Linked DNA regions of Drosophila melanogaster: all the other regions are linked to region 4. A link is a contact called in public targeted proximity ligation data. All regions are on one chromosome and are shown on one strand. The core of a region is the stretch at or near the end of the contact, and the rest is flanking DNA. Distances in the headings are between cores, read along the strand shown. Region 1 holds the start of CG2641. Region 2 holds the start of lap (like-AP180). Region 3 holds the start of dsx (doublesex). Region 4 holds the start of CG42656.

Region 1 (6,110 bases), core at 1,223-3,722, 300 kb after region 4:
GCACATCTCATATTTCTCTGTTAAGAAGTCATGTTATTGAAGATCTACATATTCTAATATTTCTTGTCTTTTAGGAATAAAACTGCAAATAAGTGGCTATGCGCAAGCCCAGTGGCGCATCCGCAGACATGGTAAGGCGGTGGCAATCCAAAACCCCAAGAAGCGATCAAAGCACCAGTACAGCGGGCGGGAGGACTATATAGCCTCCACCACTTACCTCATGGGTTCCGAGCAGGGCAGCAACTTTAACATGGACGCCGGCACGTACACCTACACTTTTGCTTGCCCCATTCCCAGCCACTGCCCCTCGTCCTTCGAGGGTGCCTATGGACACATCCGGTATCTGGCCAAGGTCACCTTTTTGAAGCCAGGAGCTTCCAATCGCACCCACAACGTGGGCTTCACTGTGCTAAAGCTGCTGGACTTGAACCAGGAGACCAAGATGCTCCGGGAACCGGCGAGCAATGAAGCCGTGGAACACTTTTGCCTGATGCACACGAAGCCCGTGCAGTTGAAGGTCACTCTCCAGCAGCAGGGCTATGTTCCGGGTCAGTTCATGTTGATCCACGCCCATGTGCGTAATGACTCCAGCTCCGATTGTCGGAAGCTACTGATCATGCTGCATTTGAGAGCCACATACACGGCGGATACGCCCTCGCTACGCACCACATCCGAGAAGATAATGCTGGTGAAGCGCGAGTGCGGTCCGGTGGCTCATAATGCGCAGAGGACTTACACGGAAACCCTGAGGATTCCGGCAACGGCGCCCACCTGCGAGCACCTAAGCAAGGTGGTGCGCGTATCTTACGAAGTGCGTGTGGTGGCTGTTATGAACTGGCTTATGGCTAATCCCCGGCTCATAATCCCTGTGACTATTGGCAACGTGCCCCTGGCAACTGCGGTGTCCGGACCGGACTTCCTGCCAACTAACGCCTTCCCATCTGGAAGTTCGCTGCCTGCCGACTTGCCATGCACCTCTACAAGGGCCATGGAACTGGCTCAGATGGCCGCAAGCGGGGTCAGCAACTCCGGCTACGAGATGGCCGAGGATCTAGAGGACTTCGAGCTTCCAGAGGATGGAGATGATGAGTTGGAGGCCGCCGACGATTTCGTACCAGATTTACGTGAGTACAAGAGAACAAAATATTTCTAGCTAGGACTTTGTTATGAAAGATGTTAAATAGAGCCCTTATGTATATGTTCTTTATATTTTTGTTATGCTATTGTGAGGCGATAGTTTCATTCTTCATTCTCCATATTTTTTATGTCATTTTTTCTATAGCTCCTCCTACCTACGAGCAGGCCATGTTCATGACCACTGATATTGCGGACACGGACGCGAACACGGTCAGCGAGGCCTCCCGATTTACTCCACGCTATCCGGTCTTCGATGTGGACACCTTCCAGAGCCCGCCGCCAAATCCTCCCCAGAAGAAAAGGCGCCGCCGACGCAGACGTCCTGCCGATCCTGGACAGTCGAAGCAACAACCGGAGAAACAACCAGTGGAGTCACCCGTGCAGATCTGAGGGCAGTTATCGCGAAAAATCACGACTATATCTTATCTCGGCAGTATTTATTTCTTTTACGGTTCGCCAGTGTACTTACCAAAATGTTTACTATATATGTATGTATATCGGAATGATAAACAACCCAGAATATAAAAGTGTCTACTGGGTGATACGCGATAAATTGCGACTATAGCCTAGACAACCAAGTCCATGAAGGCATTGAACTACAAATTTATTTATTCATTTATAAATTAAATTGAGTGGAGGACTTCTAGCTCAGTCCGTGAGTTTAAATACTTATGAGAGCTAGAAATTTTGATTTACGCATACATGCTCCCAATTTCTAATTCTATTGCTTGACAATTTCCATTAAAATGCAAAAAAAAAATGTATAACTTCCTCTCTATCTGAGTAACAGGTATCTGATCCGGCCCATTCCGAATTATATAGAATATATAGCATAGAAACGGACATGCATTTATCGCCTTAATACTGATCAAACATTCTCTCGACTGTCAAGATACCCTTTGGTTGCTACGCACCACGATAGAAAATCAGGAACTTCTTGGACTTTTGCGCGTTTGTAAATGAGTACAAATCATCATTAACAAACGTAATCAACTATCACAGACTTAAGTCCATAGACGACTTAACTTGATGTGATTCTTTTTCACCGTATTTCGTCCAAAAAATAATAACAACGCGATAATAACAACTCAACTAAACTAGAGCTTTCACAGAACCCACCTGATTTTTGTTTACAAATTTTTAGATTTGTTGTTGCCTTATTCTTCGTAACAAAACAAACAAAAAAGAGAACCGTTTATCAAAATCCGATGCCTCTCAATTTTGTTTTTTTTTTTTAGTGAGCGGAAGCCCCAAAAGCTCGCTCACCAGAAAAGCTTTGGCTCTCGCCAAGTGATGATGTCACTGACATCCCAGCTGTTGCAGACCGGCTATTCTCATTCTAAATTCTCACTTCGGGTGCGACGCTTGTCTGGTGCTAAATAAATTCACGTTGCGCGTCGCCAGTGAATAAGATCTGGAATTTCGAAATATATGTGCCAGCACCCACATACTAAATAATAGATTGCATTTCCAAAATGCCTTCCAGCTGCTCTTTTGAGCTCGATCGCCGCGAACCCATTTACTACAGTGGTGAGACGGTCAATGGAAGGGCCATTCTGACAACAACATCCGAAAAGTCTGTGAACGGTGAGTTTTAGTCGTTAAAAAGCGAATGGACTGATATGTTTTTAATTTGAGCGTAATCACTGTTGACTCTGTGATAACACCAAGCCGGTTTTATAGAATGCAGCAAACAAACAAGTTTGTTGTAGCGCCATAAAGTGTTTTGCTTCTTATATAAGAAGGATTTTAGCGACCATTTATGTGGCTTTAATTGTCTCAAATGTTTAATTCCTAGTATCCTAAATTGCATGCCCTGATGAGCTCAGTTCGCCCCTAACTACAAATTCATTGATCAATTTTTGCGTTTTTCAAATAGCCAATTCTAAAAACAAACTTGAAAGCTTTACAAAAGATAACAAAAGTATGTATACAAGCAAACAAGTATTTGATACAGTGCTCTGTATCAATTTCCATGTTCAGTTCCATTTTTGATTGGCGTAATCTCATTCTGCACTTACAGCAACTCCTTCGGAGTCCGAAGAAGGCTTTCACATACGTTCAACATATAAAGATTCGTTTTCGGATACAAACCATATTCAAATATCACTCTCTCTCTTTTCACTTTCTGATTAGAGGTATACATTCTTTTCGAGGGCGAGGCAAAGGTGCGATGGGATGAGCGGCGAACAAGGACGAGAGGTGGAAAGACCGAGCACTACACGGAGTATTTCCGAGGCAAGCAGCAGTACTTGTACACCCGGACATCGGTCTTTGGATCCGGGAATCTGCCGCCAGGTACGCACACCTACAACTTCTGCATTCCACTGCCCCTGGAATGCCCCTCATCAGTGGTGGCCCAGTACGGAAAAATCTTCTACGAGGTCTCCGTGGTCATCGATCGCCAGTGGCGCTTCAACAACGTCTTCAAGCAGCCACTGACGGTCATACAGACCTACAACCTCAACATGAGCCCCCAATTGCTGGTGAGTCCAAGGACAGGAACAGTTTACTAAAAGTTTAGATTGCACTAATCGGTAGTAAATCAATGCAGTTTTAAATTGTCCTGCGACAGATATTTAAGGACAATTAGACGAGTCATTCAAGTATAGAAACATTGCGTGCCTTATGGACGTAAATTCCGAAGTTATTAAACAAACAAGGGGTGTGTTCATTCAAACCAAAGCTATGGGACTAAATAAAAAATTTAAATAAATTAAAAATAAATTTTTTACGATCCTAACCTGTAGAAATGTAAACAAAAAAATGTTAATTAAACTTTAAAATTATATCAATAAGAGTAATTAGGTAATATTAGTTATTCCTAGGAACTAATAAATGCACACTCTTTTTCGACAGATGCCCCTAGTCCGAGAGGACATCAAGCACTTTTGCTGTTGGCCCTGCAGTTCAGGCCCGGTTCTATCGACATTAACAATACCCTTCGGTGGTTACGCGCCTGGTCAGAAGATACGCTTTACTCTGGAGATTGACAACCAGTCGAGTGGCTATGATCTGAATGGGATCGAACTGAAACTTAAGCAGATTTACAAATTCCAGGCTCAAACGCCGCACCACAAAACTCGCGAAAAGGAGCACAGCCTCAACAAAAGTTGCCAGCAGGAGCGCGTTTTGAGGCTCTCAAAGAAAAAAATTGAAGGAACCCTGGCTATTCCAGCAGTACCGCCCTCTTCCCGCACCGAAGGCATCATTTCGGTTAGTTACCAAGTTATCCTCACGATCAGCACTGGCGACTGCCACGTGGACTCGGACTTTGAGGTGCCGATTGTAATTGGCACCATACCATTGATCCAAAGTGCCGAGAATCCAGCCAGTGCAGCACAGTGGATACCGGAAACGCCGGACACTCCTGCCGGAGCCGCCGCAGATCTGCCTCCCAGTTATGACAAGTGCAGTAAGTATATAGCGAAATCATAGATACTCTTCATTTGAATTTGTAAATGCTTAAAGGTGCTTGATCATTGTATAATTCTTATACTATTCATGTTTTTAGAGCCACCAACCTTCGAGGAGGCCACAAACTTTGGTGAAAGGTTCATCGACATCGATCAGGATGAGCACAATCGCACGGATGACTTTATTCCGCGTTACCCCATGTACACCAACTTTGCCATGCCATCGGCTCCACCTCAACCCCCTGAAGAGTTCGCTACCAATCAACCAGTACCCGTTCTGTCACTACCTCATGATCCCACTGCCCCATTGGTCGGTCAAAACAATACTGACCGTCCAACACAATCGTACGGTTGGAACACTAACTCATAAAAAAAAGAAGACATAATCTCATAAAATGATTTTACTTTGATTTAGCTTTGGATGTTACCAATAAACATAGTTTAACCGTTTATCGTGAAACTAAATCTTAGGAATATATATAAGTTATCCAACCAAATTTTCTAGTTTAGAAAGTCATCAATGAACAAAATTTCCTTGAAAATATATTTTAAATTCGAAATTCTTAGCGTAACACTCGCACTTATGTGACGAATTATCCAACTCTATCTGTAGGTTCAACTACAATATATTTGTTGGGCAATGGGCAATAAATCAGATTCTATGCAAATCCTTTCTAATTAAGTCAACAATATCGAATCACATCGCTAATATTCTCGATTCCACATAGAACACACTTATCAATACTTATCACTTACTTATCAATACCCACACATCAATATTTCTTTTATTAAATATAAACAAAATTTCAAAATTGGTACTTGAAAGTGAATGCGTTAAAAGATCGTTCTAGGTATATGATATTGATTCTTAAAATAAATCATTCCCTTGATTTAAAATTGCCACCAGTAAAAGTATCAGTTACCACTTGTGATAATGGAATAATATATATTTGTGTAATTTTGCTAGTGAATGAAATAAATTAGTAAAATAAAATAGTGGCGTGCATTTAATGAGACTTCACTTCCTCCGATTGAGTCTGGTCCATTTCGTAGTAGACATAGCGTGGTCTAAAATCCAACTGTTCGCCGGACAAGTAATGTTTGTTGGTCTTATTCAGATTGGTGGCTACCATGAACTCGGCTTCCCGGAAATTCGAAGCTAGAAAGAAATTCGAAATATAAAATGCAAACGGATATTCTATAAATCGGGAATAGACGTACCCAAAGATGTGGTGGAAATGCTAAAATTCGGAATCAATGTTGATGCTGTTTCGACTGGAGGAGTTGGTTCCGGAGCAGTGCCATCAATGGGTTCTTGCATTAGGAGTTTGCCAGGACAGGGCGGCGTCACATTTCCAATGATGACCGGCATCCGGGCCGCAATTAAGCGCTTTTCCTGCTGAGTTGTGACCAGCACCTCCACCTCGTAGTTGAGCTGCAGGCAGGCACATCCTGCCACAGTCAATGTGGCCGCTGTTTGTGGCACTTGCAGCATGTGAAGATGCTGAAAATTCTGCAGTTCTCCACGGGGGAGGTTGTGGAGCTCGTGGCGGCTGC
Region 2 (5,599 bases), core at 737-3,236, 310 kb before region 4:
CTCGGTCACTCCCAGGCCCAAGTGTTGCTTGTTTACGTCCATCAGCACGTTCTTAAGGTTGCGGGCAAGAAGGCGCATGTGCTCATCACTGCAGGCGCTCGGGCTGGTCACATATCGTATATAGTCCTCCAAATAGTAGTTGTTGAAGCTATCGCGACTGGGATCACTGCTGGCGAACTGCTGGTGCGTTAGCAGCAGCTGATTAATTAACCAGTTGCGACCGCCCTTTAAAACTTCTATGGCATCCCGTACACATTGGCGGCCCAACTCGAAATTGCGGTACAGCGGGTAGGTGATCATTCGCCGCAGGAAGGCAACCAGTACGTCCCGATAGTTGTCGAATTGCTCAAAGTAGCAATAAAGCGGGCACAGTATGCTTCGCGTCCAGCCCGATTCACACGTCGGCTCATTGTTCGTCGTCCGCACATCATAGCATATGGCCAACAGAATGCTTATCAGCCCGCAATCGATCTCGTTTTGCCGAAAAACGTCGCACGGCTGCTGCTCCCGTGTCTGCATTCGGCTGATGTTGTGCAGCAGATGCGCTTGCTCCTGGGTCATGGAAGTCTCGTAGATTTTCGGTTTGTAGCGTAAAGGATTCTGGTGACCGGACGGAACCTGTAGCTCCACAAAATTTATTTTGTACTGCTCGCGGGAAAAGCGCTTCATCTCATCGACCACGCGCTCTTGCCGCCTTTGGATGGGGCTCATGCGATGTGGCTCCGACACGCGGCACGTGGCTCTGTCCAACTGTGAAAACATCTGTGTTTAGTGCGCGGAAGAGCAGGTTAACCAATTGAACTCACCTCACTCAGGTCTAGCGGTCCGCTGTATTCGCTAGCATAGCCGTACCCAAAATTGTTGGTCAGCTTGTAGGTGCGCTCGTGGTCGTCGAGCTGCAATTGGCACTGATCGGTGATTCGTTTGAGTTTCCATTCCTGCACCAGAGGCTGCTTGTCCGGCAAATTGGCACTCAGTGTGGGTAGGTGCAGGAATGCGGCTATGTACTCTTTGCGACTATTCCACTGCTTGGCTGCATCCCCCGTACCACCGCCTCCGCCTCTTTCTCCACCGGGTCCTTCCTGGGCACCCGCTGTTAGGGGCAGACAGCGCAGGCAAATTTGGTAGTGATTCTCTGTCGTGTTGAACTTTATCAACAGCGTCTTCAGCTCTCGCAAGTCGAAGGTGCGACGGCTGTGGAATCTGTCCGAAAAGGGAGTACAAGTACGCAATGATATCGCTGGAATTTCGCCACCATGGCCCACCATGGGCACGACAGATTGCCGGATGTGACTCACTTGTACAGCTTAACATCTGCGTAGAAATAAAGATCGTGCGCGTCAACGAATATATCGCAGTTTCTTATGCGATCCACATGCAACGCCTCCGCTTCCGCCAACCCCGACCCCGCTTCCTGACCAAACTCCTCACCAGCGGAAGAAGAAGCAGCAGCAGCTGCTGCTGGCTGGGCCGACTTTGAGGACTGATTCAGGACAGGCGGGCGGGGTATGATCAGCGTGCACGAGTTCTCCAAATAACTGTGTGCAATCTGTCCATTCAACATCTTACAATTTTATTACGAGACTGTTGATTGTGCTAACTACTGTTTTTTAGTATAATTTTATTTATTTTAATGACCAGTATGACCGCCTACTCGAAACTAAAAATTCCTGTTGACAGCCCCTTAGCTTACGTTACGTTTGGCTACACTTCCGACAAATCTAGCTACTTTTTAACTGCTGTTGGGGAATTTTAAGTGCTAAGTTATAAAAAAAGATTTATTTATAGTATCTTAATATTTTATATTTTTATTTATTTATTTATCATTATTTTTTTTTATTTTCAGAACTTATATGAACACATCGTAAAAGCTAAGTTCAGCTATTTCGTATTCGCTTACGTTATGGCAATCGATATTTTCCCACCTAACGCCGTAAACTCAAGTCGATTGCACGCGTTAGCTCCACTTTGTGGACGCTTTAGGACATTGCTCATACGCTCGCTCCATTTGCCAGTCGCCATTATCGATTTGTGGCAGAGGAAAAATAGAGAATTAAAAAATCGCGTTTCAGCGTTAGGCACCGGTTAGAGAGCGCATAAACCGCGGCGATAAATTGTGTAGTGATTGTGACGTAGGAACCACTAAATCTTTACTGTTAGTTTAATCGTGAGGCTCGCATAGCAGAGTTTTCCCGTTCGAAATATTCTCAATCAATCAATACCTCTCTGTCTCTCGCTCGCCCCATACGCGTGTGTGTGTGTGTCTCTCTCTCCCTCTCTCTGTATCTGCTTTCGAGTGTGTGTGTGTGTCGGTGTGGTCAGCTCCTTTGGTGCATAATTAAATTAATCAAGTAAATAAAAACCAGCGAGCGGCAGCAGAAACAACAACAGCAACAGCTTCATCATGACCATGGCAGGGCAAACGATCAACGACAGGCTGCTGGCCGCCCGTCACAGCCTTGCGGGCCAAGGACTCGCCAAGTCCGTTTGCAAGGCCACCACGGAGGAATGCATTGGCCCGAAGAAGAAGCACTTGGACTGTGAGTTGCCCTGTCTATCTCTTTCCCTTGCCCACTCTCTTGGTCTTTCATTGCGTAAATCACCGTTACATTTCCTTGTTATAACACAGAGAGAAAAGAGGCACAGCCTTGTGCTACTAGTGGAAATGTACCCATCAAACACACGAAAATATTATTGTTACTTTGTAACGCTTTAAAATTAATTTATTTTTATTTGCAAACATAAGTCGCAATAAAATCTGTTTAGAAATTAACTTAAATTTTAATAATAATAAAAATTGGAATGAATAATATACTAAAGTAAGGAGTGCCTAACAAATTAGCAAAGAAAATAAAAAATTTAAATGTAGCCTAAATATAAAAACCATCGGCACAGTTAGTACGCTGCAAAAGTAATTTAGCAACAACATTCAGATGCAACCAGTTCGGGTTTCTTGGCTTCCTCGCTCCATTTTCACGTGCCTTTTGTTTTTGTGCGATAAATCACAAAGTTTTCTGAAAACGAAACCACTGATTACGGTCCACAAAGTCCCACAAACACAAACCACCACCCTCAAATTGCATCTGTGGCTCAGCTGCTGGTGTTTGTGGACTCCGTTCGTCATTGATTGGACTCCCCTCTCTTTCTACCAACACACTCTCTCTCTCTCTCTAATGTTACGTCACTTTCCCACGGGTGCACGTGTGTTTGTAGGGGCTTTGAATGGCTTAAAACGCCTACGAAAGCAGGGATTGTGTTTGTCACGGTGTCATTGCTTGTTAAATTTATGCAAGAGTCTTCCCTAATTTGCTGGATTTGCTTACACGTTTGAATTTTGCAAATACTTCTAAAGAGCTCCATATCCTAACGACATTCATTCCCGTTGGAATCTGTTTTTTTGGCTAGTTTTGCTCGCATTTTGACCCCCTTTTATTTAGCTTGTTGGCACTTTTCAGATGACTCATCAGATATGGCTACGAGTAAATGGGAATAAAAGAGGGCAATATTGTGGGGCGTTACTTGTCACATAAACATTGTATTGCAGTTGCCGCAAACCAATTTCCAATATAACCCAAAATTTGGCCACATGTGCTGTTTATTCAAGTTGATTACTTTATCCAAAACGTTATGCTCAATTCAGTTACCAAAAGTCTAAATAAATTAAACCTGAGTTAAAAGTCAGTCCGTACATTTTACAAGACGTCAGCAGGTAGCATGAAATATATTTCTTCTACCTATTTTCTCTATTTTCTTTTGTTAACAACTTTTGTCCTATGATAAAACCAGTTGTGTGTTCACGGAAACAACAGCACTTAATGAGCTTTACACCGATTGAAAAGATCCCAGAATATTTCAACCAGCTACACAAGTGGGCAATAATAATTAAAATTAAGTATCAATGGTCCCCCACTACAGTGGAGTCTCGATACCCGACACATTTATTTATTTATGTATTTAAGAGCATAAGCATGCGAATTGACCCCAGCGATAACTACGCTACAGAAGTCGCCAATCGCTTTTGGTATCCGAGCACTGTAAATATTTTCGAAATATATGTGAATCAGTGAAGATTTCAAAAAGGGCGGATACGAATTTTAACTAAATAACTCATTCAAAATGTCTTAACTACTCAGCGATTTCAACGTTTTGTCATAAAGTGACACCCCCAGGCCACTGTGCTCGTTAAGAAACTCACCAGTTTCGTTTACAAGGACCGATCAATTTTCCACATTTACTGTTTATTGAAATTTGTTCTTATTTATGTATAAATGAATCACTGGCCTGGCGCCCGTCAGCCAAACAAAATGAAGCAAAAGGACGGCGAACATCTGCGATGGCTTGTGAAATGTGCAACGCCCCTCGAATCCCATGCAATTTTTTCTTGCTCGGCGACAAACACTTTCCAACCGAAATGGGAATTGATTCAAATGGAAGCGCATGATAGTAGACACAATGGGATTCAGCTCTTATCATCGACACTTTTCCGTCAGTATTTAGCTTGAATGGCGGCTGCAAGCTTAAAGCGCAGATAAGCAAACAACGACTAAGAGTCGCGACCGATAACGGGACGCAAAAAACAAGATGATTAAATTTATGGGAGGTTCGGTTATTATAATAATAATAATCTTTACAGAAACGTTGTTTGTTTCTGGAACAGATAAATTGACTTTTAAAGTTTTATGTTGCTTCTTAAACATGTAAACATTTGTTGTTTTGCTCATATGAACTAAGTTTTCGTAAAAAAAATATACTGTTGAATAAATCTAGAGGATAATAACTAATAGTTGTCGGCGGTTATATCGAATCTGATTGATTTTTCCAATAAATGCTTGGGAAAATAAATATCAAGTCAAAGTTAATCGCAACCAAAAGTAAAGTTGAGTTGGACGTACAAAATTAAGGAAAAGAGCAAATGGTTCACTAACCGAAAATTACAAAAAAAAAAAACGTTCTTTATTGTTTTCTAATCTACTGTATGGATATGCGTTAAGAAACTAATATAAAGCTATGCTTAATAAAATGATTTTCATTTATTATTTTAAATCAATGTAAAATGTTAAATTAGTTTGTGGTTGCTTTGTGTTAATATAAGTTTCATACCTTTATTTAATTGCAGATTTGGTGCACTGCACAAACGAGCCGAATGTGTCGATACCTCATCTGGCCAATTTACTTATCGAGCGTTCACAGAATGCCAACTGGGTCGTCGTCTACAAGTCGCTGATAACCACACATCATCTGATGGCATATGGCAATGAGGTTTGTATTTGTGTATTTATCGGAATCTAGTGTTTGTGCGAAGCTTAGGGGCGTATTTCAAATACATTTTTACTTTCATTTAAGCGTTCGAAATGAGGTAATCTATTTTGTTTGATTTAATATACAGATGAATAGGTCACGTACATCATGAGATTCTTATTATTTTCCTTCTTGTACCTTTAATGGCAACTTATTACTGCAGAATTACTCTTTTGGGATGACCTCTGACCAAGTATATCGTTGTGTGGTATTTTACTTTCAGTTTTTGTTCGTTCAGTTTTATTTCTTAGTAATTTTTTTGGTGACATAAAAAGTTGTCTTCTCTGAAAAATAAATAAAT
Region 3 (5,656 bases), core at 277-2,776, 470 kb after region 4:
TTACATATATTTTTTATAATTGCAGCACTCGTGAATAATCGATGGTAAGCTTTAAAATTAACAAGAAACGCCTTCGCTTCAACTTTAATTTGAATAAAAATATTCAGCACGTGTTTATCGTTTTAAGCCAGTTGGTTTCCGTATTTGTCATTTGCATTTTCCTCATAACCACTTAGACCTTGGTCCAATTTGCCTTATATGTATGCAGTCATCTAGGATAGCCGATCGCAAACGACAATGGCAATGGCCTACGCTATCCCAATCTTAGAAACTAATGCGGGAGTCTCATAGTGTGGCTGTAAAACGCGACCTGTTGCTCGTTTCCTGTTTAATTTGGAAGTCAGACAATAGCCTGAACCCCTGGCTCCCCCCCATTCAGCAGTCATACCGCCAGTTGTAGATGGCAATCGCTGAGCGTACCTGCTGCTATCGCCATTAAGCCTTGTACACACGAGCATTTATGTCAGGCAATTACAAGGCAGTTTGCAACGCCCCCAAATGCCGGGCAAAAAGGTGGCAAAACGGAGCGGAGTGGTGGCACATTTTGGCCGCAGAGCGCTCGTAACTCATCGTTCACTTACCAGGTACAATGCCAATTGCATGCACTCGCTAGAGTATCTCCAGGTCCACTACTAGACCACTAGCAGTATATGTATCTGTATCTGCATCTGCGATCTGCCTCCGCGAGGTGTGCTTTGCTCTTGGTTATGCAAGCAAAGTGAGAGAATATAGCACTAGCACTCGGCGAACTCGATGAGATACGGGGAGTCCGATCGGCTGGGTACGAGACGGTCAGGAGTGCTTCGTGGACCGAGAGTGAGAGTGTGAAGCCGGTAAAAATTTATTTCTTTTATTTGTTATCTTAAACCGTACAAGCTGTAGCCGCAAACGACTTTGTTTAGCATGGCACTCGCGGCTCGATCTGGTTCCCTGTAGGTCAACGCATTTTAGAGATATTTTCGGACCTCGCACAGCAACTAAAAACTATCGCACAGAATTTTGTACCGAATCCGCTCCAGTTCTTTTCACTTCAGCTTGAGATTGTGATTTCGAGCACGGAACGCGGACGGCGCGAGACGCCAACGCGACATGCACGACCTGCAAAGGACGATCGATGCCAGCAAACTGGTTGCGGCCACAAAGCTAAAGCTCCCCGTGCACGATACTAACACTCGGACCAGTACCAGTCCGACTAGCAGACCAAAAGACAGCGGACAGATACACGGACATTCAGGCGGACGGGCGGACCTAAAACTGAGCATGTGTTTCTGGCACAGAGACGGGCCCACCGACTGGCGACGCAACGCTCTTGCTATTTGTATTTGCACTCTGGTTGCTGCACCGCGAAAAAAGAAACGAGTGCGAGCATCCAACCTGCTCGACTGCTGGATGCACTGCACATCAACTGGGAGAAAGCAAATTGGTTTGGTACCAGATATGGATACCCTTATTTGACCGTTTTCATTGTAAACCCTTAACTATGCTCTTTTCCATAAGTAAACCATGCTAAAAATAACATAATTTAAACACAATTCTTACAATATGAACTATGAACTATAAAAAAGTATTGCAAACTATTAAATCGTATGTAATATGAGCTAAATTCGCCGCGAAAAATATAGGTTCCGCACTGCGGATACTTAATTCTCCTTACCTGCGTTGCATACTTTTAAGGGCTAATTTCCGCTAATATCAGCCAAATAAAATGTATTTTAAAAAATTATGTATTTGAACGGAAAATGTTTTAAAATATTCATTACTTCTGTGTTGCTATTTAATATGTGAAATACGAAAAACGGTCAATTATTTTAAATACTAAGTAAATAGTTTTTAAACAGAAACATTTATACGATAGAAGGGCATTTCTTTCATCGGTTCCCACGATTTTTAGCAAACTCATAAGCTCGAAGCAACGTTGGTATGTGAAGAACTCAAACGAAAGCATCTTGGGCAACAGAGAGTTACGGAGAGAAACGGGTCTGCGAGAGTGTAAAGTGCATTTGCCCCATTAATGGGGAGCATAAAACATCGAAGACGTGCTCTTCCTCTCTGAGCGATTCTCTCTTGAAGTTCGCGTGTTTTTTTGCGAATCTCTGCGAGAAGCTCGAGTGGAGCAACTTTGTTGCCGTACATTGACGTCTCCCGCCTGCATGTGCCGATCGTAAATTTGCACTCTGGTCGCTCTCTCTCTCTCTTCCGTTCTCTTTCCGCGTGGCGCGAGAAGAAGAAGCGCCAGATATGGGGAGCATCGAATCGGGTTTGGGCGTCTAGCCGACGATATAGGTCGAACCACTCAGCTGGGTTTCGGCCTGCGCCGCGTATTTATGCCACCTTTAGACGCAGCGATTTGCGTGTGTCGCACTCGCATTTATCACATTGAAAGGTCCCCTTTCATCGTCAGCCGTTATATTAGTCAGGATCGTTTATACAGTACGGCGGAGATAATTTTGCCGAAGCTCGGCTCCATTAAAAGATACTTCCCTCAGGCGATGCACGCAACTCCCAAAAAGGTAACCAAAAATGGTCGAGAGTTCGATTTTTGGGCAGTGAATCGATTTCGAAAGGGCCTTCGGTACTTCAGTAGTTTCCCATTGGTGACCAAATTGTAGGGGAATGAATGGCTCAGCGATCAGAAAACATTAAGATAATACTCATTAATTAACCGTTTTTGATTCTCGTTTAGTGTTTCAGAGACAAAAGTTATTAATTTAATATTTAAATAAATGAAGTGATAAAGTGACTTAAATTTAATGAATTTATGTAATTATTTTGACTTGCTCATACAAAAATTGAATTTAAAGAAAATTACTTACTTATTATATTAACTATCAATATCATCGAGGTAATGTGAAAACTTAATATAATTGCATACTAGGGTACTACAACATATTATTTAAAAAATGTTTACGAAAGTGAGAGCGGAAGGCTTTGTCATTGATTTGCATGAAACTGTATATATTGCATAGGCAAGGGGATACATTTTTCATCCAAATCCGATTTACATCTTCACCAATTGATCCCGTGCCGATTGTAGAACGATAAAATTCACATAGCTTTAAAGGCGCATTTCTTGCACCATTTCTTGTACCTTGGATCGCACAAATTTTAGCCCTTTTTATGGCGGAGTGTCGAAAGAGCTTGGCTGGGGGCATCTGCATTTGCAATCTCATAAATCAATTAGCAAAGAGCGGCGCGGGAAGAGTATCTCGCGGATACGCATCCGAATCGAAACTCGTTTGGCCGAGTGCGCTCTCAAAAAACGCCAACAAACTTGGGGCAGAACGGCAAACAACAAACACTCGGGCGGTCAGAAAAAATGCAAATTGCTAAGGAAATATTTATTTATGATCTGCTCTCTTGCTCCCAGTTCCACTCTCTGCATCTGACAGATACTCTTTTTTCCTTGTAGGACCTTTGCGACCCCCGCATCGATCATCAGCGTTCAGTGTGTTTTATTTTTAACAACTCCACACTCACCACAACCGACGCATCGGTGGCAATTGCAAACATTTATACAAATTGACGTTTAGCTGTCGCAGTTGTCACCTCGAAAGCCGCACCAAAGATACACGACACAGCGACGACATCGGGGAATGCTGCCAAGTGCTGGGCGCAGAATTCTCCGGATGACCCGGCAGCCAGATAAAGGTAATCCAAGTTGCCAACCGCAGTCTGCCTCCGCAGACACCTCACCCCGCTGCCTACCATTGCAATCGCAATTCCCCGCGAGCGACTCGTGTTCGTGTTTTATAATTGTTATGGCCATTCTACAAGTTGTTGTACATTGTTAGCGACTCGGAAGGAGGTCTTTCGGCTTAGTTTGCGGTAGTGGGTAGATAAGTACACTGAGAAAAATTGCATCTACTTTGAATGTATTACTTTAGGTCGAAAGTGGCGGAAGAAGTTATTACCATAGAATATTTTTAGAATTTTATAACCAAACTTTCCTTGAATTACCATATTTTTTAATGAATCATGCTTTTGAAAAAGAGTAATAGCAATTTGTATTCAAATGAAAAATAAGGAATATTTCATTTTAGTTTATAAATCATATTTACCAGAGATATCACAATTTTTGCGTACAACCATAAAAATCCTCACTATATCGCCAATTTTTTCTCCTGTTTAACTGGGTAGCCAGTCGAGTTGCTTAGGCATGCGAATCGTACACAAGTCTGGCGCCCAGATCGCAAATGTATATCAACCGCTGTCAGTTTGCATTTCCACCGAACGGATCGGGTGAATATGTACACGAAGTCAAAACTGCTTCCGTGAAATTGTTAAAGTTGCTATTCAAGATTAATGGGGAAATTTTCGGAGTTCATGTAAAACAATTTTGATTACACCACACTTAACTAAACAAGTGGATGGTTAAATTCCACAGAAAAGAGCACTTGTGCAGCCCTAATCGGATTTTCAAATAATGTTTTCAAGCTATCCTTGTTATAGTTAATTATTTTGTTTAAATACACAGCAGTAAGTAAATTGTTTTAACTTACGAAACATCTCAATTAAAATGCATTTCAAAATTTTAAATTGCGGTCTTAAAGATTTGTGTGTTTATCAGTTTTGGGCCGGCGTCGGGAAAGGCTCGCCATCCTCGTCCTCATCGCTTGCTTTTTGATCTCACTTCTTTGGGCTTTTAACCTGGCTAATTTTCAGCTCCCCCCTCTCGTTCGATTGGTGGGAAATTTGAGATGTTTTTGAAGCCGAGCAAATTGGTAGCTTAATGACAAATGGGGTGCCAAAAAACGTGTTTTATGTTCATAACCAAGATACGCAGAGTTATTTAAAGCAGTCAGGCACAAGATTCCGTCAGGCACACCAAAAGGAGGAGCAAGAACGGAGCAGTCCTCGACAGCGATGGCAATCTGCATATAGAACACAACCAAAGGACAAACCTTTTAACCGACCAGCGGGCGGAATCCGTGCGGGGAGAGGGTCCGATGTTCCAGGAAGGGGTTAAGGGGTCTCGAGCCGAGAGTAATTTACGCTTGCATGCAAATTGAAAAACAGTCGAGAGCAGGCACTGGACATTGGGGGATCCTGGGGTGGGATAAGTTCCGGACTGGACCGAGCAGAGCTGATTGAGCGCCGGGATGATGCATTTTAAAACAAATTGGCACAGTTTGTGAGAGGTGGCCAGTTGCTGTCGGTCTGGGTCTGGGCTTGGGTCTGGTGTGTCGGTGGTGTTGTGTTGTTCGTGGCGTGTTTGTCACTCAATTAGATGCAACTCATTTAGACGCTCTTGCATTTGGCCGGCATTTGTGTGCACAAAATGTTAATCAAAGCCTGATGGGATTTTTTAGGCCAACTAATGATGCCATGCTGTGATGAGGCTGGCGCAGGGAATGCTCATTGGTCATTGGGTGGGTTCCGTTCTGCGCACAGACATATTGATGACAGTCGCTCAATTAATATGCAAAATTTATTCATGGGAAAGTTCAAAACAAACAGAAATACGCACCAGCAACATAGAGCTGAAAAAGTATGGGGCGCAAGAAAAAAGGGAGTTGGCTTTTCCGATAAAAAATCAATACAAATTAGCCGACTCATTTGGCTGTTTTTTTTTTTCTGCCCATCGAATTGAGTTGTTGACACTGGTGCGTATTCGCCCCATAATCCGTTGTAAGCCCTTCAAAGGAACCCTAAGCTG
Region 4 (6,135 bases), core at 2,472-4,971:
GTGGGTCCGCGAAAGCCAACATCCAAGATATAACGCCTTTCAATATTTTTCGAAGATCTGAGTTTGTCATTGAAATACTTTTCTTCAGTGTAGTTCGTTTTAAATGGCCTAATAGGCAGCAGGAAAGCAGCAGAGCGAAACAAATGAAGGTAATAAATTTAGACTAATTCACTCAGTTAACCTAAGGATTAACACTTTTATAAGTGGTAAAAGCATTCAAATTGTACTTTAAACACAAAGCAAATGCGCAAAGTAATCAAAATTAAGTTTAGTCGTATCAGAAATACTTAAAGCATTCGACAAACAATCAATGCAGTGCGATATAGTTAATCAACATTTCGATTATTTAAAATTCAATGGCTTGACGACAAAAAGTGAATAGGATGACTAACAATATAAATGTTAGAATAAGCTATATCCGAGTTTGTATTATATCGGTAATGTATCTTTTGTGAAAAGAAATGTAAAAATGTAAAAACCGCCATGTCATGCCCATAGGGCAGAAAATATGGCAGACCTATCACCTGAAATGAACCCTGTACCCGAACAGCTTATCAATATAATTCCGCATGTTAAAACAGACATTCATACATACATACATATGTATGTACGATTTGAGCCAGTCGTATAATGTAGGTAACGTTTATCCATTAATTTATGAATTCAACTAGCAGTGAATATTATATCTGTTTACGAGTACACTTATCAGCAATTTCAACTTAAATCAGTTGTTTGGGTAATCATAAAAGACCAGCTCGGCACTTCAAAGAAAGGTAAAGTCTTGGTAATTAATTTTATTTGTATTCCGCTATTTTTCTATTCCTCTATATATTTTAGTTTGTATGTTTAATAATATGATGTTGGTGATGAATTTATCCATAGGCCTGATTCACTGCTAACTGACCTAACCTACTTCACCCATTTCCTCAATTGAAAGCAAATATATGGCAGTAAATAAATATAGAAACACGCAATTAACACAATTGTGTGTGGCTATGCAATAATTTATGTTAAAAATACTAACTACCCGCAAAACTGCTAATAAACCTGCGAAAACGTGCAAAAAATAGCAAACACAATTCAAATAACATTAACAACCAACGAATGCCGCAACTGTGGAAGTATCGCTGATTCATGGGTGAAAAACCCAGGGAAAGATACCAAAGTCGAAGAAACAAAACAGACAGAAATGAGCCAGGGAAAAGGCAGCATTATTAAGTTCATGCAAAACAACCGAAAACAAGCAACATATATACATAACAAAAACCGACACGCAGCAAAGTTTGCGCAACAATTTCACCAACGCAAGACATAAATTGATGTGTGCACACATTACACTGAGAAAAAGTTACAAAATGCAAACATTTCATTGGGTAATCAAATAAAAAATATTTAAACCCGGTATCTATGGAGTTTTTATCCAAAACGATATTAAATGGTAATCACTGTTGAGTCTTCAATAGTTTCAAGGAGTGCATAAATTCATAAATCATAAATTGTAAAACAAATTATTTTTTAATTAAAATTGAATTAATCTCCATGTTTTTTTAGAGCAGGATAGTGTTAATTTATTCTTGATTTTTTGAAGAAAATAAAAAGTGTTTCATCACATTTTTTGTAATATTTATAAATCAAGCACTTCTGCAACACTATTTTCCCAGTGCACACGTATGCATTTGTATGCATGCTGGGCAGAAGCTGTTGCAAAACCAAGACGCGAGACCTCAAAACACAGAAAACCGTTTAACGCTCCGCAAGAGCAAGAAGCGGACACTGACTGGGAAAACTCACTTAAAGGTCAGCTTTAGTATATCCATAAAGCGTGTTGCCATATCGAATCCCATATCACGCACTCTTTTTCATGAACACCCAGACACGCTGGTTATCTATGTATGTATGTTCCGCTATGCACGCTTCGCAAACGATCGATTTGGGGAAAGTGTCACAATAAACCCGAAGCTAGCCAAGTTAACACAACCGGCTCGAACAAAACTATCGCTAATCGCTGAACGGAACAAACAGAGCGCTCTCCAAGAGCGTGTGGCACCAACTGACCGGTGTCTCGGGATCTTGTTTATACTAATATTTGAAGCTTTGGAGCGGTGGCGTTATTGCCACTCTCCAAACTCTCTCTCTCTTTCTCTCAGTGCTTTTGCACAGCGGAAGCGATTCTCACATGAATCAGCTGTTCGGTTAGCAACTATCTGCCCTCTACATTACCGGTTTCACCGTTTACTTTCCGAGTTTTCTTACTGTTATGATATGTATGTATGTGTTTGTATACAAGGGGGTCGTAGCGTAACACAGTCATCTTAATTCATAAAGGCCCATGTATCAGGGATTATATGGGAGTTTATAATATTTTTAATAGGAATCTACACTTTTATCTTAAGCGTAGGGTAGGTTAGATCAAACTGGAGTCTTCTTCTTTGCATTGTAAATTTTTATAAATTAAGATCTTATGCCGCTTTGTGACATAGATGGCACTCTCGAAAGCGGTCACTTTCAATTTTCTAAACTTAATCTACCTTGCACTTATGTACATTAAGTAATGTAATCCATTATCAGTAGCGACTAGACTATGTTCTCTTTTCTTTAAATTTTAGCTTTTTTTCGGATAGTGATCATTGACTTCGCACACTCAAGTTGTTGTCACTACGTGGACTGTCATCTACATTGATGATCTTATATTATTATGTAAGATTCTAATACAAGATATTGATACATCAAAAAGTTCAGAGTTTTAATATATGGCCCTGGGTATCAATTAGTTGAGCTTCCAAACTATTTCGCATTATCGTTGTTATCGAAAAAAAAGTTTTTTCACAAGCTTTTAATGCGCGCTGCAAAGCTGAGTGTTGTGATACCCAAAAGTGTGATCAAGCTTTACAAATCAATATTAAACCTATGACAACCAACGCCTCAAGATAACCTTGGGCACTAACTTAATTTACTTTTCTTAACTATTTTTTGAGCAATTTTAAGCCTTCCTAAAAATAGGAAAGCCCCTTAGACATACACTTAAAAAACACATATACACATTTCGCTAGGAAAATAAATATACATTTGTATGAACTTTCGTCTAGTGATTATATTAAAACCTACATATACAATTTGTTTGTTTTCTTTTTGGAAATTACCTACGGTTCCCTTTTTTATAACGAATAAAGTAGCTAAACAAACAAGAGAGGAGTAACTTAATTTCATATATGTATCTTTTTATATCAGCATATTATGGAGTGACACTGAACTTATGGTATGAAAATAGATAAGTACTTGACTTGCAAATACTTTGGAAATAAATTTCACATAGATAAGACATATTTTAAATGTCCCAGTAAGGCCCTAAGTGTGTGCCATAGATGTAGTTTTTCTACCGCTGAAACTGGTCACTTAAAAAGCTGTCTCGATGCTGAAAGATTGTTCATTTATTTACTCATGATTGAACTTAATGGGGATTTGTTCGTAACACCTAATAGTCGAAGTCATCGGATGCGGTGTAGTGCTCTTCACTTTCAGTTACCACTGTGTCTGCCTCGGCGGAAGGAACATCGTCACACAATCCCAAGTGCAGGCTTATTGCAATGAAATACAAGCTGAAAACAAAGTGCTTAACTTAACTATGATCCTACTAATCGAGAAATAATCTTACCTGATCAACAAGACAATTTTCAGAAGTGCATCCATTTCGACTTGTCCAGCTGAGTGTCCCAAATCTTACTGATGCACAGATGCATGATCAGATATAGAAATAGCAAGCTGGTGAACTCAGTTGGATTGCACTAACTATTAGCACTCGACAGCTGATTCACAGATATTTGCCCAACCGCCGGGCATTAAGTATAACAGATCAAACAAACTTTGATTACAATACCTTGACATTCACTTTGGACATTATTATACAATTATTAGAGCTAATCACCGTAACGAACAAATGCAAAACATAAAGGTTCCAATTAGCAAGGAATTAGTCACGCTGTATTTCATCTCGCGATTTGTATTAAGTATAACATTTTCGCATCAACGCATTTGCGATAATTTGTGGCTATTTAGTAGGTCTGATAACTCACATGGGGCCCAGACAAAAATTCGATTGAGTTTTATGTGAGTGGTAATGAATATGCAACCACATGTGTTGAGTTTGCGTTTTTCATTAGAGGAGTAAACTATCGTACTTACTGCTGAATGAAATCCCCATTGGTGAAGACTTTCGGTACACTTTTGTTCGGAATGAGGCTAAAATGCCTTAGTAGAGATACCCAATACCTTCTCATTTCGGTTGTGTGAGAACTATTTCAAAGCACTTGTTAAATCTATTATTTCTTTGTTTCAAAACACAAAGTTTATTTTTTTTTCATAAAATACATTTTTAAATTTCATCGTGTTTTGCATCACATGACTTTGAAGCTTTTCGACAATATATTTGTATTTCCAACAAATTCGGATACACAGAGAATTCTTAGGCAAACTATTGTAGCTTTATTTATTTGCCTTAAATCGTCATCTTCTTGTGGACATTCATAAACGATTCCAAAAAATTTGTTTTTGTTTTCATTATTTTATATTCTAAAAATGATGTAAAACTTGGACAGGTTTATCGTTTGTTCAAATATAACATTTTACCAAAAACAACCTATGCATACAAAAGATATATATCTAAAAAGACTTAGGCTAAGAATATAAATAAATTGGTTACGGTTAACTAGTAGTTTCAGTTAAATATACATCTCAAAAACTCAAATGGAAATTCCCTTCTTGTAAATGTGTGCGTTCGTGATACTGGAAGAAAATATACTGGATCTTCTAACTCAAGTTTGTGCTGAGTACTTAAAACGATCTCGAATAAAATGAGTTGTATAAAATACGTTTGATATTAGTTGGCTTTTAAAGATATCAGCGAGACTTAAAGGAACGTTAAATATAAGATCTTAGCTCAGATTCCTTGGCTGTCTTGTTTGTCGAGTTTGGTTTAGTGGGTTTTGGTAGTTTCTCATAGAAGGTACTTCAGTTGCGACTTGTTTCACACTCATAGGTCGTGCGGCATCATGACTATATACGAACAGCCTGCTTAGACTACAGATTCGATCCGATAAGATATAGTAAGAAACGGATGAACTTTAACACACCTAGAACTCTTCTTCTCGTTGACAAACTTAACAATAAACTCTCATATTTTATGTCTAAAGCTACGCTTTGCATTGTTTCAAACATAGGCTTCAACGTAAAGCTTTTCCAATCGTAAAAGGTTAGGGTGGGTTCACTTATCATTCTTGCCAAAAATAAGTCTGTTGGGCAATCTGAGGGCAAGTTCTTCAAAATGTTCACATAAAGCGGTGGTTCTCTCCATCAGGAATAAAGACCTTTTGATGACAGAGACAAAAATTATGTTGAATTTTGTAAATTTCACTCCAAGTAATGATCAGATTGCATTCAAAGCTCAAGTTATCTTGTCTCCAAATGTGACCCCCACCCTTGTACTATTAAAGCTGCATGTCTAGCCTAAATGGATTCCTGCAGATCCCTACAACAGCTCATCGCGTCGAAAGAAACTCTCCCAGACCATCAACTTCTTGAGGTCGGGCACGTCGATCACCTTCAGCTCGTCGGATATGTTAAGGCACTTCAGCTGGTGTTTCTCGACGGCCGCAGGATCGACGGGCTGCCACAGGTCCTCCTGTTCCGGATCGAAGTTGGGGTTTCCACATGCCGCAAAGTGCGTCCACAGTCCCACCAGCCGCTCGATGCACTTGTACTCCCGCGTGTGGTTCTTGAGCTTCCTCGCCAGCGAGTTGTAGAACAAGTAGGACAGATCGTCGCCGTGGCACGTGCCCCTCACCTTTTTGCCGCAACTCAGGATGCGCAGGTGGTTGAAGTGCTTGGAGTCGAAGTCGAAGCGGTACAAATACGTCGGCGCACTGCGAGCGTACTGCAGGCGGGACAATACTGTGCGGTATATTGGGAACCAGAAGTACTCGTGGGAAACCATCTGCAATATATTCAATATTTTTTTTAAAAGTTATTCTACAATAAATGAACACATTGGCATTACCATAAGATATTGCATAAATTTAAAATATGCGCTATCTATTCAGGGTATGCCTATGTAAATCTACGCTGCCTGATTTAGAACAGACC

The links.
Region 1: a targeted proximity ligation map of the Kc167 cell line shows a contact between it and region 4, with 7 times the contacts expected there. A contact is called at or near these places in 7 of 107 Hi-C or Micro-C datasets (the Clone 8 cell line, the Kc167 cell line, the S2 cell line and 2 more) and 3 of 7 datasets of targeted methods (the Kc167 cell line and the S2 cell line).
Region 2: a contact with region 4 is called in a targeted proximity ligation map of the S2 cell line, with 3 times the contacts expected there. A contact is called at or near these places in 3 of 107 Hi-C or Micro-C datasets (all in the S2 cell line) and 2 of 7 datasets of targeted methods (the Kc167 cell line and the S2 cell line).
Region 3: a targeted proximity ligation map of the Kc167 cell line shows a contact between it and region 4, with 5 times the contacts expected there. A contact is called at or near these places in 1 of 107 Hi-C or Micro-C datasets (wing imaginal disc) and 1 of 7 datasets of targeted methods (the Kc167 cell line).

Annotation. Positions count from the first base shown.
Region 1 is chr3R:7,791,597-7,797,706 of dm6, forward strand. It overlaps CG2641, which reads left to right and starts at 2,473. Exons shown (of 4, transcript NM_141480.2): 1 at 2,473-2,724; 2 at 3,274-3,623; 3 at 3,997-4,552; 4 at 4,652-5,003. The coding sequence starts at 2,613. The coding sequence ends at 4,923. CG10086 reads left to right here. Exons shown (of 3, transcript NM_141479.3): 2 at 75-1,124; 3 at 1,283-1,887. The coding sequence ends at 1,527. CG18744 reads right to left here. Exons shown (of 3, transcript NM_144390.3): 2 at 5,775-6,110; 3 at 5,482-5,712. The coding sequence ends at 5,561.
Region 2 is chr3R:7,185,008-7,190,606 of dm6, forward strand. lap (like-AP180) reads left to right here and starts at 1,987. Exons shown (of 11, transcript NM_079528.3): 1 at 1,987-2,540; 2 at 5,117-5,259. The coding sequence starts at 2,405. It overlaps CG10055, which reads right to left and starts at 1,666. Exons shown (of 3, transcript NM_141446.2): 1 at 1,299-1,666; 2 at 807-1,203; 3 at 1-750. The coding sequence starts at 1,564.
Region 3 is chr3R:7,965,882-7,971,537 of dm6, forward strand. dsx (doublesex) reads right to left here and starts at 1,527. Exons shown (of 5, transcript NM_169202.1): 1 at 582-1,527.
Region 4 is chr3R:7,489,550-7,495,684 of dm6, forward strand. It overlaps CG42656, which reads right to left and starts at 3,722. Exons shown (of 2, transcript NM_001202263.1): 1 at 3,653-3,722; 2 at 3,412-3,596. The coding sequence starts at 3,687. The coding sequence ends at 3,473. It overlaps alpha-Est10 (alpha-Esterase-10), which reads right to left and starts at 4,296. Exons shown (of 4, transcript NM_001260033.2): 1 at 4,180-4,296. The coding sequence starts at 4,274. It overlaps alpha-Est9 (alpha-Esterase-9), which reads right to left. Exons shown (of 4, transcript NM_169187.3): 4 at 4,372-5,986. The coding sequence ends at 5,522.